2 separate regions of the Zea mays genome follow, and region 2 is linked to region 1. The links are chromatin contacts, called in public Hi-C maps. All regions are on one chromosome and are shown on one strand. Each heading gives the region's core, a stretch centred on a gene start, on an enhancer-like site or on the middle of the called end of the contact. The rest is flanking DNA. Distances are from core to core; before and after follow the strand shown. Region 1 holds the start of LOC100193992. Region 2 holds the start of LOC100502497.

Region 1 (3,132 bases), core at 257-2,756:
ATGCCCCTTCTTAAATCTTGCTTGCCTCATCTAGTTACATGACCTCTATATTTAGTCTCTAGAGGACTTGTTTTCCCAAGCGTACTAGAAGAAGAGTCCTTATTAATTTGGACTCTCCTTTCCTAACAAATAATTTAATTTTATAAACAAGGAGGAATCCTTATCGATTTGAACTCTTCTTCCCTAACAAACAATTCTATTTCCTAAACGAGTCCTCATCAATTTGGACTATTCTTTCCTAGCAAATAATTCTATTTCCTAATCTCTCTTTCCTAACAAACCAAACTAATATAATCTGTCTGGCACTCTACTTGCCATAACACACCTTCTCTGCTAAATGAATTTCTCTTACTCATGGTATTTAATTCGGCAAAAATATCGAGTTATCCCCCCTAATAAAAATATTTTAGCCCTTGGCCCCACCTATCAGTAATTTCTGGCTTTGTCCCTGATCATGGTTGAAGGTTAATTGAAATATAAGCTATTCTCCAAAAGGAATTCTTCTATAAAAAAGACTTTCACGAATTCCAATATGAAGCGGTCTAAAATAACAGGAACAAAATCAAAACATGAGTTCCAAGTTCCAAAAGATACCAGAGTTCATACCATCTGGCCTTCTTTAGCTGTTTTCTTGATCTCAGTGATGAGCTTTTTCTCCTGGGCCTGCAATCCTTGCCTCTCTCGCTCAATTTCCCTGATGGATCGATCCAGCATTCTCTTGTTTTCTCTTAACAGCTCTGATGAAAGAAATAGTCATAAGTAGCAAAACCATATGTCATAAGGTAGGAAATGTAAGGCTATCTTCATTGAATGAAGATATAAGAGATGTTTTCCTCGAAGGAAATCATAAAAGATCGAACTTATTATTCCTCAAAGCCACTTCTGTATAGTACAAGCTAATTTTATTCAATAATCCAAAGAGGAGGAAAGCTTGAACAGATCTATAACTAATAAAGCACAGTAGCTGCCGGCCCAATTCCACAATATTACAAGTCTTGCGGAAGCCCCTACGTCGTAATCCCGAGCTCGCACAACTCCCCGATTACACGCCCCGCTCAAAGTGTGCCAATAAATCCTTCCATGCTCGGCCATGGTTTCGCCCAGCACAAGACATCGTCAGTGTCTAATCTTTAAGGAATACCTCATCATCATCCATCATAGACAAAACAAACTACGCAGCTAGACGAAGCAATCGGACCAAATTTCACAGTGATTCTTTCAGGATTGGAAGGAAGGTCTTACCGGCGGGCGTCTTCCGCTTCCCGAACAGGAAACTCATCTTGGATCCTCGGTTCGTGGGGCAACTAGGGTCTCGATCGGGGCGATTCGAGAGGAAGTCCCACCGACCGGATCAGTCCTATGTTCTTTCTTCGTTTCCCAGTGAAGCTAGTGGATTGATGATTGGATCGGTCCCACGTCCCTTCCCCCTCCCTCCGCTTTTCGCGGTTGCCGACGCAAGTTGGAGTTCTTCTGATTCTGATGCCAAACTGAAAAGGAAAAAATATCAAAAAGAGGATGCAACGGAAAAGGAAAATATATGCTTCTGGGCTTCTGGAGGGCTTTAGAGAGAGAGGTTATTTCGATGGGCCGCGAACTATGCAGCGAGCTAGCCCAATTTAATTGTTTGCAGAAAAAAGCTTGGCTATGGGCCAAACGGTTCCATACGCGCATTTGAAAGTGTTTAATTTTGTGCAACCCTCTCCAAAATTGAGACGCTCCTCTAACAGTTGACAGAAAAAAGTTTCCTTTGATCATATATTTCGCTTTGATAAGTTTGAACCAAGTATTCTCGAACCCCTAAGAAATGTTCCTAATTCATTTTACTAACAAACATTCATTCATCATTATGCTCTCTAGAATGCCTAGACTCCCTTGGTCTTTCGGACTAGTCATCATCCCCCATTTGGCCATGTGGGATTTTTCTTTTTCAGCTCCTTGCTAAAGAAATTAGATCTAATCGAATTCATTTTATGATGAAACTATTTAAGAAAAAGATAAAAACCCATAGAATACATAGGTAGACTACTAAGACATGAGTTAGTTAGAATCATTCTCCCATCAGCAGAGAGGTACTTGCCCTTCCATGGGTCCAACCTTTTACTCATTTTCACCAAAATAGGATCTGAAACTACCGAGTTAATGGTGTGGTCAGAGATAGGGATGCCTAGATATTTCGTAGGAAAGGTTCCCAAGGAACAATTAAGCATATTGGCCATCTCTTCAACCTCTTGGTGATCCGCTCCAAACACGTAACATCGCTTTTATGAAAAAATAGCCTTGATAACCATTCAAAGAAGTATAGAATTAATTTCAAATTTAAAATTGATTTTTCTGATCTGTCAATCATAATTAATGTATCATCTGCGTATTGAATATACGAGATACCACCCGGTAGAACATCATCTAAAACCTCCAGAGATGTGGCCTTTGGAAACCCGTGCATCCAGAAAAGCACACTTAAGGGCGTCAGCCACCAAATTAAAGAGCTGAGGAGATAGCGGGTCGTCCTGCCTAAGGCCCCTAAAAGTCTTGAAATATTTACTCTTCTCCCCATTCATGTTAACACACACTTTCCCATTCTCCACTGTTCTCATAACCATATTGATCCATTTGTCAGGGAACTTCTTAGATTTTAAAACCTCAGCTAAAAACTCCCATATGACCTTGTCATAGATTTTTTTCAAAATCAATTTTTAAAATCAGACCTCTCTTTTTTTATTTCAAATCGTGAATGACCTCGTGCAATATCACCACTCCTTCCAGTATATTCCTGTATTTTATGAAGCTCGTCTGATTGCCCCCAACGACCACCTTGGCTACCTGGGAAAGCCTATTAGAGAGGACTTTGGTGAAGATTTTGAAATCGACGTTAAGGAGACATATCGAGCGATATTGCTTAATAGAGTTAGCATCTTTAATTTTTATACTATGTGCGATGTTGAGGGAGCCCAGGAGGGATTCGTCATCCCCTAGCGCAGGAGCGGAGATGCGGAGCATCCAAGCGTCGTCGTCGAGGGCCACCATGGCGCGAGGTAACCCGCCGGTGGGCCTGAGCGCACTAAAGCTGCGAACTGGCGCAACAACGCTGATAATTGTCTTCTCCTTCACCCCTCCCCCATCTTAGTTTCCCCA
Region 2 (3,132 bases), core at 467-2,966, 370 kb before region 1:
CGTGTTGCGGCGCCGTAGGCGTCTGTCCAAACAGACCCTTAATTTTGCGCGTGCTGTCAAAGAAAGACATCCTGCGACCTTCCAGGCTTCCACCAGAGCACCACCTCTTCCACCAAAGCACCACCTCAAAGGCTCGAACTCTCCTTTGTCCATCGACTGGCTCAGCAAGGGCTGGAGATTCATCGATGGCGCTTTCTTTTGTTGGCAACCAAGCCTTAACAAATAGTTTTAGTTTCACTTTGGTTTAATTTTTCCTGGTGTTTCTACTGTGAGCAATGAAGTCCAAATCCATCTTTTTTATGCTCTTCTGGCTCACTGGTGTTGAAAAAAAATCACGTCACTTATATTGGAAGAAATATTCTTTTTGGTCATGGATTCATGCGATCAACTAATGAAATCATGCATCCATTTGATTTGGCCGCCACCTGCATGTTTTGTTTTCCTTTGATAACCCTGATGGGTTTCATCAGTGTTAAATCGTATTATTGTCATCCAAAGTGCTTATGGGTGCATCGGATGCCCTGTGTTTGTAGAGTTAACTTGATGCTGTCTGTCTGTGATAACTGGCAAGTTTCCTCTGTAATCCAACTCCAGTTACAGGGTGCTATCTCTTTTGTTTTTTTGTCGTTCTGTAGTTGTACAAATAGATGAAACTCCTGGTTGTTCTCTCAAGCAGTAGTATAGACAGACTTACAGCTATAGTTTGTCTGCACAGTTCTTAAGATTCTTGCTGTATTTACCTACAACTACAACTCACTTCACCCTGGCTGTATGTACCTACAACTCACTTCACCCTGGTTGTTACTTGCATATCGTTTATAATTTGTTTGCACAGTTCTTAGGAGTACTTATGCATCAACTCTGGTAGACTGGAGACCCTCCAATCCACCGTACAATTCGCATGTATTACTCAAATGGTTACCATCAATCAACTAATGAATCAATCCATTGGATTTGGTCACCACCTCATTGTTTTGTTTTCCTTTGATATCCTGATGGGTTTCATCCGTGTTTAATAGTATTATTGCCATCGAAACTGTGTTAGGCTGTCTCCTTCGGTGGAGCGTGTAAATAGGCCATAGGGGATGCAACACTGTAGATGACTATGTTTGAAACTATTTATAAAATAAAGTTTAAAATAAAAGATAAGATAGGGGATGAGACATGAGAACTGGTGGAGGACGAGGTTTATTGAATGCCTTATGTTTGCATAGTTGACATGATGCTGTCTGTCTGATAACTGGCCAGTTTCAGCATCCTTAACAGCGATGGTGAGAAATTGTGATTTTAAATATGAACATCCTTAATTATGATTTGGTACAAGCTAAATATTTTTAAGTTTAACTAAACTTGTAAAAAATAGCATCGTTAATTATGATTTTAAATATGAGCATTACAAAAATACATTTCATGATTATGTTAATGATAATAATACGATATCATAATTATTTGGGTTTTTTAAAAGGCACCAATTTAAAAAACCCTTAAAAAAGGGTGAAATGATTTTTTTTGGACTTAGCACTAGGTAGGAAGCGTATTCTTTTTCAGCTCGAGCGAGTGAAACCATATGGAATGACAATTGTTGAGTGTTCAACTGTTAAAGCTCGTGTGCAGATCAGTCGGATGGTGGAACGCGGTCACCACCCAGGCCCCCACGTGTGCGTGACACGGTCCGCTCAAAGTCCACGGTGGACCACTTCCACCCTCCCCCACCACCTTCCTTCTCTACTTCTCTCCTCTCTCCCACCGCATCCGATCTCGTACCTCACTTCATCGCCCCGCCGCCGCTTCGACGGCGCGCCGACCGGCTAGGACGCGCCTCCGACCCGGATAGTGTTCCGCTCGGTCGAATCCGACGGCCGCTCGCTGCTGCAGCGGGCGCTTGCTGTGCGTCGCGTGGGCTCGGCTGGAGGCAGGCGGAACCTTTCCTGGGTCTCGGAGATGGCGGCGCCTCCGGCGAGGGCCCGGGCCGACTACGACTTCCTCATCAAGCTGCTCCTCATCGGAGATAGCGGTGAGTGCCTTCACCATCACGCCTCCTCCCCCACCTCGCTCACCGTCCGGATCGATTGGTTACGGTGAGATCTGAGTGCGAAATCGAAGTTCGATTCTGATCGCATGTGAAACGCAGAGGCTGATGTGCGCTGTGATTAGGAGGGGGGCTTTAGAAGGATCGTGTGGGTAACCGTACCGCCCAAAAAGCTGCCGCAGTTTCGTCGATGACGGCCCACAGTTTTTTTATAGTAACGAAATGTTGTTGGTGCTCCGCTGAAAATTCACTCCCTCTAGAGAAATGTGACGGTGCTTTGCTAGTTGATGCTTGAGGGCTACATTTACAACCACACAGACAAGTGAACCGAATTCTACTTGGAAACTGCATGCGACAACGGACGTATTAGTTACAGAACAAACAGCTTTTGCCGTCTTATTGGAATGATGATGGTTGGTGCTCACAGAAAAGGAAATACACGGATTTTATGTTAATAATTCCTACTGCAATAGGATGGGCAACAGAGTGAAAACTCAGTCACAGTTTACTGTTGCTAGTTCTTGAATTGGTGTCGAACATCCCAGGTCATAGCTTATCCCATCATGAGTTCCTTGATCACTTCTGAATTGTACATTTTTAGTATGTAAGGGCATACAGGCTACAGCCACAGTACTAGCTGGTGGCCATGTTAACTTGACTGAAACCTCTGTGGGAAAGTTTGGAGTTTTTCTTAATCGTTGTCCAAATATTTTAAAAAATGATTATTATCTTCTACAGCTCTACCTATGATAAAAGACGCCTAAGTAACACATTGTCATATTTGTTGTACATATGGGTAAGGGTTTAAATGGTATGGACTGGCTGTCCGATCAAAGGGCTATAGGTACTGTTCCATATTCGGATGCTTGTAGTCAGATATATATGATGCCAATATCCATTCATATCTTAGTATACAGCTGACACTGTCCATATCCGAATCTGATAGAAAAACCATATGTATTCGACTATTTGTATCCGTAGGTATTCATATGTATCTGGTCCATTTACATCCCTAAATATGGGTTCAATCACTCTTTTGGTTTGTCAGCTACTCTGAATTGAATAAGAGATGTTTCTTGTTATTAGCACAGTCTTAACATATC

What was found. A called contact is a pair of places that touch in the nucleus more often than the background predicts.
Region 2: a Hi-C map of endosperm shows a contact between it and region 1, with 4 times the contacts expected there. The contact joins the promoter of LOC100502497 here to the promoter of LOC100193992 in region 1. A contact is called at or near these places in 4 of 25 Hi-C or Micro-C datasets (ear, endosperm and leaf).

The regions. Positions count from the first base shown.
Region 1 is chr7:23,030,249-23,033,380 of Zm-B73-REFERENCE-NAM-5.0, reverse strand. It overlaps LOC100193992, which reads right to left and starts at 1,506. Exons shown (of 5, transcript NM_001139057.2): 1 at 1,243-1,506; 2 at 607-737. The coding sequence starts at 1,279.
Region 2 is chr7:23,404,137-23,407,268 of Zm-B73-REFERENCE-NAM-5.0, reverse strand. LOC100502497 reads left to right here and starts at 1,716. Exons shown (of 8, transcript NM_001196975.1): 1 at 1,716-2,014. The coding sequence starts at 1,942.